Linked DNA regions of Ovis aries: all the other regions are linked to region 3. Evidence: chromatin contacts called from public Hi-C data. All regions are on one chromosome and are shown on one strand. The core of a region is the stretch at or near the end of the contact, and the rest is flanking DNA. Distances in the headings are between cores, read along the strand shown. Region 1 holds the start of MRPS25 (mitochondrial ribosomal protein S25). Region 2 holds the start of RBSN (rabenosyn, RAB effector). Region 3 holds the start of NR2C2 (nuclear receptor subfamily 2 group C member 2).

Region 1 (3,065 bases), core at 189-2,688, 180 kb after region 3:
CCCACACAAGCAGGTCCAAGTTCCTAGGGGGCAAACGCAGCTAGGGGGTAGCTTCTGGCTCTCCTGAACAGCCCTGCACTGAAGAACCTCCCGGAGTGGGTGGGGGGGGACCACCCTCGACAGGGAGCTGCTCTCCAGTCACACTCTATTCCATCCCACACACCCAGGCCCAAAGTTTCTGAAAAAACAGGAATTACATTTCCAGCACATCGCGGGGCGGCATGAACAGGCACTCGGTAAATTTATATCTAACACCTGAGAAGCCCAGGGCACTGTCGCTGCCTCAAGGTCCAGTTCAAACCTTTCATTTGCAAGCTTTCCTTCCAATGAATCCCGACTCTGCTGCGGGCTGAAGAGCATCAAGGAGCTGGGGGTGCAGGGGCGAAGTGGGTAACGGGAGGCTGCAGAGCTGACACGGACAGTCCCTTCATTTAAAGGGTGATGAGTCCGGACGTTCCTGGTGGTCCAGTGGTGGAGCAAGGGGCGCGGGCGCCATCCCTGGTCGGGAACAAAGATCCCACACGCTGCAGCGCGTCTAAGCCCGGGCGCGCACAGCCGGTGGTCCCCAACCAGAGAAGCCAGCGCAAAGAGTAGCCCCTGCTCGGGTAACACAAGAAAGCTCCTCCCCCGCCCCCCGCCGCCCGCGGCAACTGAAGACAGCACAGCCCCCAAAAAAACCAACGGTGATGAGTCCTTGGAGAAGGAAGCACTTTCGGAGCTGCCCCTCACCAGCCTTCAGGAGGGTGTGCCTGGCCGAGCCGGTCCCTTACCGTCTCGCGCTCCCTCATCCCTGAGCCGAGAGGAACACTGCGGTGAACCGCACGCGGAGCGTTCAGACACCGCGCTGCACGCCGGCTCCACCAAGGCCAGCGGCGGTAACCTCTCCCAGCGCACCGCCACCTCAGCCCTGGGACACAGGTGTCCCCCCAGTCGGGACACTGAGGAAAAACAACTCGCCCGGAGCCCGCGAGTGCAAGGAGAGCCGGGACGCCAGCGGCTCGGTGGCCCCGGCTGGGCTCCATCCACTCCGCCCCTCTCCCAGCCCGGCCCAGGGTCCCCTTCTGCTGCGGGACCTGGGGCAGCTGCCGGTCCGCGCAGTGGGGCGGGGACAGTGGCGCCAGGTCTCCAGCGGGCTCGCAGGCGACTGGTGGGAGCCGGCGGCTCGGACTGACCTGGCGCCTTCGCCCAGCTCCCCGTGCGTGTTGTAGTTCACCGTCATAACCTTCACCGAGTCCTTGAACACCACGTCCCCCTGGCTGAGGTACTGCAGGGTGCGGCGGATCGGGAAGCGGCCCTTCATGGGCATGGCGGCGGCGAGTGGGGACCGGACTGCCGGCCACGAGTCCAGCAGCGCGGAGCAGCGAGCACGGGCAACAGCTCCCCCGCTTCCCGCCGGCCGCCTCGCCTCGGCGCCGGCTTCCACTTCCCGCGCAGACTCACGGGAGACGGAGGGTCGCTCCCGGCGGGCAGCACGCGCGCCGCGGAGCAGCTTGGGACTTGTAGTCCTGGCTGGCGGGGCTCTCCTCAGTTGGCGGCGGCGTGGGCGAGGAGACAGCGGCTCTGGCTACAGCCTCCGACCTCGTGGAACGTTGAGGTTTTCACGCTCTGCGACTCGGTCCTTCTCCCCTCCGCCCAGGGAAAACATTTTATGTAGACTCAAACTCGGTCATTCGGACAGCAAACTTAATAGGAGGAAGTAATTCGGCAAAGCTGAGTTTGAATACCAAGGCGCCCAATAACTTTCTGTTCAACCTCGTGTGTCTCAGTTTTCCTCACTCGACTCCGGCTTTACGGTGAAGGGTAAGACCTGCGCCATGTCTAACACTGACTTAAAAACAAACAAACAGAAAACAAAACACTGACTTGCAAAAGGGTGGGGGGGGGAAGGAATTGAGTATGTATCCACTTCCTGGTTCCATCACTTAAGAGCTCTGGATCTCTATTCCTTGAAAAGCAAAAGGTGGCTGAGAAGTACTCTTTCTGAAGTACTCTTATTGATCCGAATATGTCAGTTCTTTACTTTTGAAGGACAGTTTTGCCAGATACAGAAATACAGGTTGGGAGTGGGGGGCAACTTTCAACACTTTAAATGTTTCACTCCACTCTCTTGCATGGTTTCTAAATAGCAGGCAGCTGTCTTTTTTCCACTATAGGAAAGACAGTTTTTTATTCTGGTTTCTTGCCGGGGTCCAGCCCGGGTGGATCCAGGGTAATTCGAAGGGGAGACGGAATCGGCGTCCTAGGAAAAAACTTATTTAATTACAGATATAAAGAGAGATTAGAAAAGGATAGTGTAGTAGGACATGTTAGTGGAGAAAAGGAGGCTGAATAACTTGGTTTACGTGGAATACCAATCGAGTATCCATGCTCCAGATGGGAATTCAGCCAGAAGGGGAAAGAAAGAACGACACGGGGGAATCAGTCTTTCCAGAAACTGATCCGATTTCTTTATTTTCAGGTTGCTTATATACTTTTTGTTATACATAGGGATGAATACAGAGTTCACGTGGGGTCAGCAGACCTGGCCCTTGTCAAAATCAGGTGCTTCATATAAAATTATACAAAAGGTTTTAGGGGTTTTACATCATCTTCTGACCATGAGGCCTGCTGACATTTTATGGCCCTTTCTGATAACAGTCAGTCAACCAGAAAACTTATTTTTTCCAGGGGTGATTTTTTTCTTAAACCAGGTGCCACCCTCCAAATAAAGTTGCATTCCTATAGGGTGAGGGTATAGTGGGTTACAATCAAGAAAGGAATTTACGTAGCCTAAGGTTTAACATGATTAATCTTAAAGGTTAATACTTATTTCTCCTATATGCTAGTTATATTCATTATAAGGGCAGGGAATATGGAGATTTAGCGGCAAATATTGGCTCAACAAATGAAAAACCCTTCACCAATATAATTTCTAATCAACCCACTATACTCTACTAATAATTTTCTAACTTCTCAAAAGAATCTGTATTTAGAAAGTTTAAAGCATCTTGTGCCTCTCACGGTTGGGAGGCTGTAAACAATCACATGTGGCCAGACGAACCTGCTCAGGCAGGCTAGAGAAACTT
Region 2 (3,298 bases), core at 55-2,554, 200 kb after region 3:
TATAAACCAGCAAACCTAACGTTCTCCCTGCCTCAAAAATAAAAGAATCGGTGCTTAAACAATTCAGAGTTTAATAAGTTACATTTTCAGTTTTATCCAGCCTAGACAAAGTCACTTTCAATGTCAACTTGGAAAGATTCCCAGCCACAGGGAAAACGGAGGCAAAACCATTCCACCAAAGCAGAGAAATTTCTCAAGAACCTGAGGCCACAGACGAGGGTGGAGAGTGAGCAGGAATGTACAAGCCTCAGCTTTGAGCTGCCGATGGACCCGCTTACAGGGCCACTGAGGAGGGACTGCCCAGTCATCAAAGCGAAAGGGGGTCGGTGACCCAGGAAATAAACAAATGAAACACGCGGTTCCTGTTTTCTTCCTCCAGTGAAAAAGCCCGACGATTGCGTACAATCACATCTCAGCCCCTTTCAGAGACAGCCGCTGAAAAGACAAGCAGCTCCTAGCCAGAGGTTCATCCGAGCCTCCTCTCTTCCCACTCACCCGACCAGCCGCAAATCCAGCACAAACTCCCGAAACCTCAAGGCACCTTCACGGCCGCAGAAACGCACTGCTCAAGGTGTTCTGTCCCGGGGCACCTCTCCTCACAGCACTGACCGCAATTTGTAATCACAGGTACACAAAGCGACGAAAACCCACAGCCTGTGAGCTGTGTGAGGGCAGAGGCCACGTCCACGTTCCGACCACCACGCCCGCAGGGTCAGTGCCCGGCACGAACCTCCGACGATCCCAATAACGCCCCGGGAGGGAATGAATGAAACAGCGAACTCTAAGATCACGTAACCAAACACCCATCACAGACCACCTAGCTGGGCCCCACGTCCACAACACAAGCGAGCCGCTCATCCCCGAAATCCTGTCCGAAATCCAAATAAGGCCCACGGTTCCTGCAACTCCTCGTCCAGCGCGAGCGCCGCCGGCCGCTCTCCGCAGCCTGGGACCACACAGCCCCCGGCCGCAGAACCCAACGCCGCTAACGCGTCCCCGCGCAGCCACGGCCGGAGTGAAAGCACCGCGGACCCGCGGGCGGGACGCGCGGCAGGAGAGGCCCGGCGCCCACCACGCAAGTCACACCCACCGCCACACAGGGCCACCGCGCCACCGCCACCAGCCGCCTGTCTGCTGGCCGAAGCGGGGTGGCGCCCCAACCCGGAGAGTCGCCTGGCCCTCTCCGTACCCTGCTCGGGCCTCCCCCGGGCGCGCAGGCCTGTCCAGTCCTCAGACGCGGGCTCCGGGCCTCCGCGAGCCTTCACTCGGGCGCGGCCGCCATCTCCATCAACAGCTCGGCGCTCGGCAGGCACGCCTGCGGCCGCCGCGAAACCAAAAAACCGGGGGAGAAAACACTCGGGAGCGCCGAGTCATCGAGAGGCCGGAAAAAAATTCCCCAGGATCAGCGCAGCGGCGGCTTCTGCGCAGGCGCCGGAACGAGTGGCGGGGTTTGTTTTGTTTGTTTCTTGCCTTTAGTCGTGTCCAGCTCTGTGCGACCCCATAGGCGGTAGCCCACCAGGCTCCCCCGTCCCTGGGATTCTCCAGGCAAGAACACTGGAGTGGGTTGCCATTTCCTTCTCCAATGCATGAAAGTGAAAAGTAAAAGTGAAGTCGCTCAGTTGTGTCCGACTCTTCGCGACCCCATGGACTGCAGCCTACTAGGCTCCTCCGTCCATGGGATTTCCAGGCAAGAGTACTGGAGTGGGGTGCCATTGCCTTCTCCGAGTGGCCGGTTGACGCCCCTTGATTTTACGTTTTTCCCAACCCCGCAACTTGGGGGTGTTGTTCAACGGCTAGGTCGTGTCTGACACCTTGTGACCCCATGGACTGCAGCACGCCAGGCTTCCATGTCCTCTCTTTCCCTCTCGGAGTTTGCTCAAACTCATGTCCATCGAGTGGTGATGCCATCTAACCCTGTCATCCTCTGTCATCCCCTTCTCCTCCCGCCTTCAATCTTTCCCAGCAGCAAGGTCTTTTCCAGTGAGTCAGCTCTTCGCATCAGATGGCCAAAGTATTGGAGCTTCAGCTTCAGCATCAGTCCTTCCAATGAATATTCAGGGTTGATTCCCATTAGGATTGACTGGTTTGATCTCCTTCCAGTCCAAGGGACTTTTAAGAGTCTCCTCCAGAATCACAATTGGAAAACATCCATTTTTTGGCACTCAGCCTTCTTTATTGACCAAGTGTCACATCCTTACAGAACTACTGGAAGTTCAGGGGCGCGGGATGGGCGGACACTGGGGTGGGGCAGGGAGAGGTGAAGTTAAACCCCATTCCTTGCTTTCCACTCCATTGCACAGATTGGAAAACTGAACCTTATAGCCCTTTAGGCCTTGGCCAAGATGCATGGTATATGAGGCATCCAGGGGTCTTTAATGCCTCCTCCAGACCAACAACTGCAGTTCTATTAATAAATTAATTAGAAATAATAAAAGTTCTGGGGCTTCCCAGGTGATTCAGTAGTAAAGAATCTGCCAGGCAATGCAGGAGATGTGGGTTCGATCCCTGGGTTGGGAAGATCCCCCGGAGGAGGAAATGGCAACCCACTCCAGAATCCTTGCCTGGGAAATCCTACGGACAGAGGAGCCTGGCGAGCTACAATCCGTGGGGTCCCAAAGAGTCACACGCAACTGAGCACACACACCTAGTACATAAAGCTCCTGAGAGCCAGACAGAAAAGGCGTATTTGAGAAACTCGCAGTATGTGGAACCTTCTAGAATATCACTGCGTGAGCTTAAGCTTGAAATAAGATGGGGATCCAACCCAAGCATGTACAATGTGCTCAGGAAAATCTGTGAATCTTCAAATGCAAAACAAGATGGCAGTGAGACATCACTTTGTAACTGAGTGGCTGTATCGCAAAGCAGTGTGTTGGTGAGGATGGGAACTGGGAATGTAAAGTGATGCAGCCGCTGTGGAAACCAGCACGGAGTGCCTCGAAAATTAAAAATAGAGCTGCAGTGGGGCTCACTGATTCTGCTTCTAGGTTTTATCTGAAGAAAAGACTAACTGAAAAAGGCATCTGCATCCACTTACCTAGTGCAGCATCTCCTACAAGAGGCAAGACATGGAAGCAGCCTAGAGTATCCAGGAATGGATGAATGGATTAAAAAAAAACACAACAGTGGCCAAAAAAAGGGGGGGAATGCTCATTATATTCACCGTGGGCCTTGGGGACCCTGACTGCTTTGACACCCCTACATCTGGGGAGCCCTGGATCTCAAGGCTGTACTGCAGTGGGGCTGAGGGAGGTAAGACAGGATGGTCTGGCAGATGAGCCCCACTTGGGCCTCTAAT
Region 3 (3,126 bases), core at 159-2,658:
CAATTACAAAGCAGTACATGTTTACAAGGATTTATCATCAAGATACTGTGTTCCCTTAGGCATATCATTTGACATTTCTGGTTCTCATCTTCCTCTTCCTTGAGAGGTGAAAACAAGGAAAATGGGTCTGTTAAAGCATTTCCTATCAAATAAAAATATTACAAGATTATGGACGAAATACTCAAAGCTGAGGTCACACTGATAAAAGCTAAATGGCTACTGGTTAAAAAAAAGGTTAAATCATCCATCTTCGAGTAAGAATTTATTAATAATAAACAAGAAAAGTTCAGAAAAAATCAATTAGCAGCGGATCTTAGGCCTATCAAAAGGCACGGTCATCAAGCGGTCTGCCCTATGCAGCTCAGGGCATCCCAAATAAAACGGCAGTCTGCACCATGCAAAGCAAGTAAAACCATCACTATGAGAGAAATATCTAGGGAATACCTACAACCCAAGATTCATAGGATCAAGAGGAGCAACTGTATTTGTATACGTAAGCCAACTCTACAAGAAGTTTCTTTGTATACACTTTAGCATTGTTGCACTTCATTGGTAGGACTGATTGATGCTGAAGCTGAAGCTCCAATCCTTTGGCCACCTGATGAGAACTGACTCACTGGGAAAGACCCCGATGCTGGGAAAGACTGAAGGCAGGACAAGGGACGGCAGAGGATGAGACGGTTGGATGGCATCACCGACTCGATGGACATGAGTTTGAGCAAGCTCCGGGAGTTGGTGATGGACACGGAGGCCTGGCGTGCTGCAGTCCATGGGGTCCCCAAGAGTCGGACACGAGTGAGCGACTGAACTGAACGGAAGCACTGTTGTTCAGTTTCAAATCGCGAGGAGACTCTGGACGTAAGACTTGGGGCATATATTCCAGAAAAGACAGTGACAGGCTTGGGAGGGCTTCAACACGTTACCTGATACTCCCAGAAGCTGGTGCATCCTCGGATCATCCGGACCGAGGGCACGAACCGGTCAACGCCCACCCAACAAACCACCCACTTCCGCCCTCCGGGCGCTCCGCCGCCATCACTTCTTCAGTCCACAAGCACAGAGGCTTCGGCTGGGCTCGGCGGAGGCCCGGGTGGGGGACGTTACGGCGAGAACACGGTCCCCATCCGGCCTCGAGGAGCTCGCGGGCGGGCCACTCCGAATAACGGGGAGGCCGGCGTTCCCGGCCTTTGACAACGCCCAGCCAACCCCACGCCCCGACGACCTCGGCGTTTAAGCTCCGCGGTGGCCGTATGGCGGCGCGGCCGAGCCCGGACAGAGACCCCGGCGGACACCGGAGCCGCCGCCCGGGCCGCGGCCGCGGAGGGGCCTGCCGGAGCGGCGCGGCCGGCGCGTTCCGGCGCGCGCGCGCGCCTCAGCCAATCGCGTGCTCGCCCGCCCCCCGCGGCCGCGACGAGGCTGGCGCCGGGAAGAGGAAGAAGAACATTCGCCCTCCTCCTCCCAGCGCGCGGGCGGCGGCGGCGGCGGCGGCACCGGGGTCACGAACTCTGACCTTTCACTGACAAAAACAATAACAAACCCCTCCTTCCCCGCGACCCCGGCGGCGCCTCCGGGCCCGCCCCCGCCGTCCAGCTCCCACCTCGGCGTCCCGTCTCTCGCCAGCTGCCCCGCGAGCCTAAGCGGCCCGGGGGCTCCCGCCAAACGCCGACGCCGGGAAGCCGGCCTCCCCCCCGCGCCCTGCCCTCCGCGCCGGGGGCCGACCCGCCGCAGACACGGGACCTGCTTCGAGGCCGCTTTGGCGCCAAATCCTGAGGTAAAAATTGAAGGGGAGAAAAAAAAAAAAGGGCCGGGGCGGGCTCGGGCCGGCGGCGGAGGGGGCGGGCCTGGCGCGCGGACATGGAGGCGCCGCGGCGGCGGCGGCTGAACCCGACCCTTTTACCTTTGCCACGGGGCGGTGGCGCCGGCCGCTTTGCATAGTGGGCCGGGCCGCTCCCCTCCCCTCCCCGCCCGCGGCCGGCGAGGCGAGCGGGCTCCCCCTGACCGGCCCGGCCGGCGCGAGGGTGGGGGCGGAGGGGGGACGCCGCGGCCCCGCCTCACAGTTGGCCCTCCGCCAGCGTCGCCATTTTGTCCTCGGCGGCGACGGCTCCGGCTGGGCCGGGCTCCCCTCCTCCTCCTTCATCGCCTGCTCCTCCCAGAGCCCTCCTTCCCTCACTCCCCGGCTCCTCTCCCCTCCGCTTCCCGCCCGCCGTTGGCCACCGCCGTGGCCCAACCGCCGTTTCGGTTTTTTTTTTTTCCCCTGAAGGGGAGGGTTGGAGGAAAGGGAGGAAGGCGGGTGTGCGGGTGCGACCTTATGAGTGACAGCTGAGGGGGTCAATTGGCGCCCAGATAGGAGGGCCGGGGCCTCGCGGCCCCGCCCCCTGGGCCTCTGCTGATTGGGCTTTGCTGGCAGGGGGTGGTCCCCGCGCGGCGCGGGCGCCCTTGGCGGGGCGGGAGCAGAGACCCGGGCGCGGCGTGGGGGCTTGGGGGCGGGGCCTGGGGGCGGGGCGCGGCCGGGGGCGCGTGGGACGCGCGGGGACGCGGCGAGGGCTGGGGCGCGCCCTCCGCCTGGTGCGCGTCCGGAGTGAGTGCTGCTGAACAATAGTAATAAAGGTGATGAAGCATCCTGAACCCAGGGCCGTCGGCTCGTGGGATAGGGCGTTGTGGAATCGATACCTCTTAGGGCTCCTGCCAGTGTTGTCGGCGCGGCTGCGGGCGAATCCCCTTCCTGAGGCTCAATTTCATCGACCCTAAAATGGGAGGATGGGCGTTCTTAGCAGGCCGGACCTCCCTTCTCAGCTCGTGTGAGGTGCTCAACTCAGAAAATGGAGTCCAGGCTACTTTGCAAACCTCGAGTCCTGCAGAAGTGTTGTTATGGTTGAAAATGGAGTGTGGAGTCACCTGGAGTGGAAAGCTTACGGGTATGGAGGGCTTCAGAGAACAGAGGGGAATCCGGAGTATTGTCTTTTCATTCGTTGGTTAAATATGTATTCGCTCAGCCCAGGGTCCTGGAATACATTCAGAGAACCAGGTAGACCAGGCCCCTGCTCTCCTAGAATTGGAGGTGTGGGGTGATGTGTTGCAGGCCTGAGAAAACTGCCATTGAGTGGTCGGGGAAGGCCTTTGTGAGAA

The links. Hi-C and Micro-C count contacts between places; a contact is called where the count stands out from the background.
Region 1: a Hi-C map of liver shows a contact between it and region 3, with 2.7 times the contacts expected there. The contact joins the promoter of MRPS25 here to the promoter of NR2C2 in region 3. A contact is called at or near these places in 2 of 16 Hi-C or Micro-C datasets (liver and skin fibroblasts).
Region 2: a Hi-C map of hypothalamus shows a contact between it and region 3, with 2.4 times the contacts expected there. The contact joins the promoter of RBSN here to the promoter of NR2C2 in region 3. A contact is called at or near these places in 2 of 16 Hi-C or Micro-C datasets (hypothalamus and skin fibroblasts).

The regions. Positions count from the first base shown.
Region 1 is chr19:57,129,497-57,132,561 of ARS-UI_Ramb_v3.0, reverse strand. It overlaps MRPS25 (mitochondrial ribosomal protein S25), which reads right to left and starts at 1,438. Exons shown (of 4, transcript XM_015102172.3): 1 at 1,173-1,438. The coding sequence starts at 1,306.
Region 2 is chr19:57,100,611-57,103,908 of ARS-UI_Ramb_v3.0, reverse strand. It overlaps RBSN (rabenosyn, RAB effector), which reads right to left and starts at 1,304. Exons shown (of 12, transcript XM_027957805.2): 1 at 1,190-1,304. It also overlaps the pseudogene LOC114109355.
Region 3 is chr19:57,305,068-57,308,193 of ARS-UI_Ramb_v3.0, reverse strand. It overlaps NR2C2 (nuclear receptor subfamily 2 group C member 2), which reads left to right and starts at 1,408. Exons shown (of 14, transcript XM_027957808.2): 1 at 1,408-1,771. It overlaps LOC132658194 (a long non-coding RNA gene), which reads right to left and starts at 1,356. Exons shown (of 2, transcript XR_009597473.1): 1 at 924-1,356; 2 at 1-808.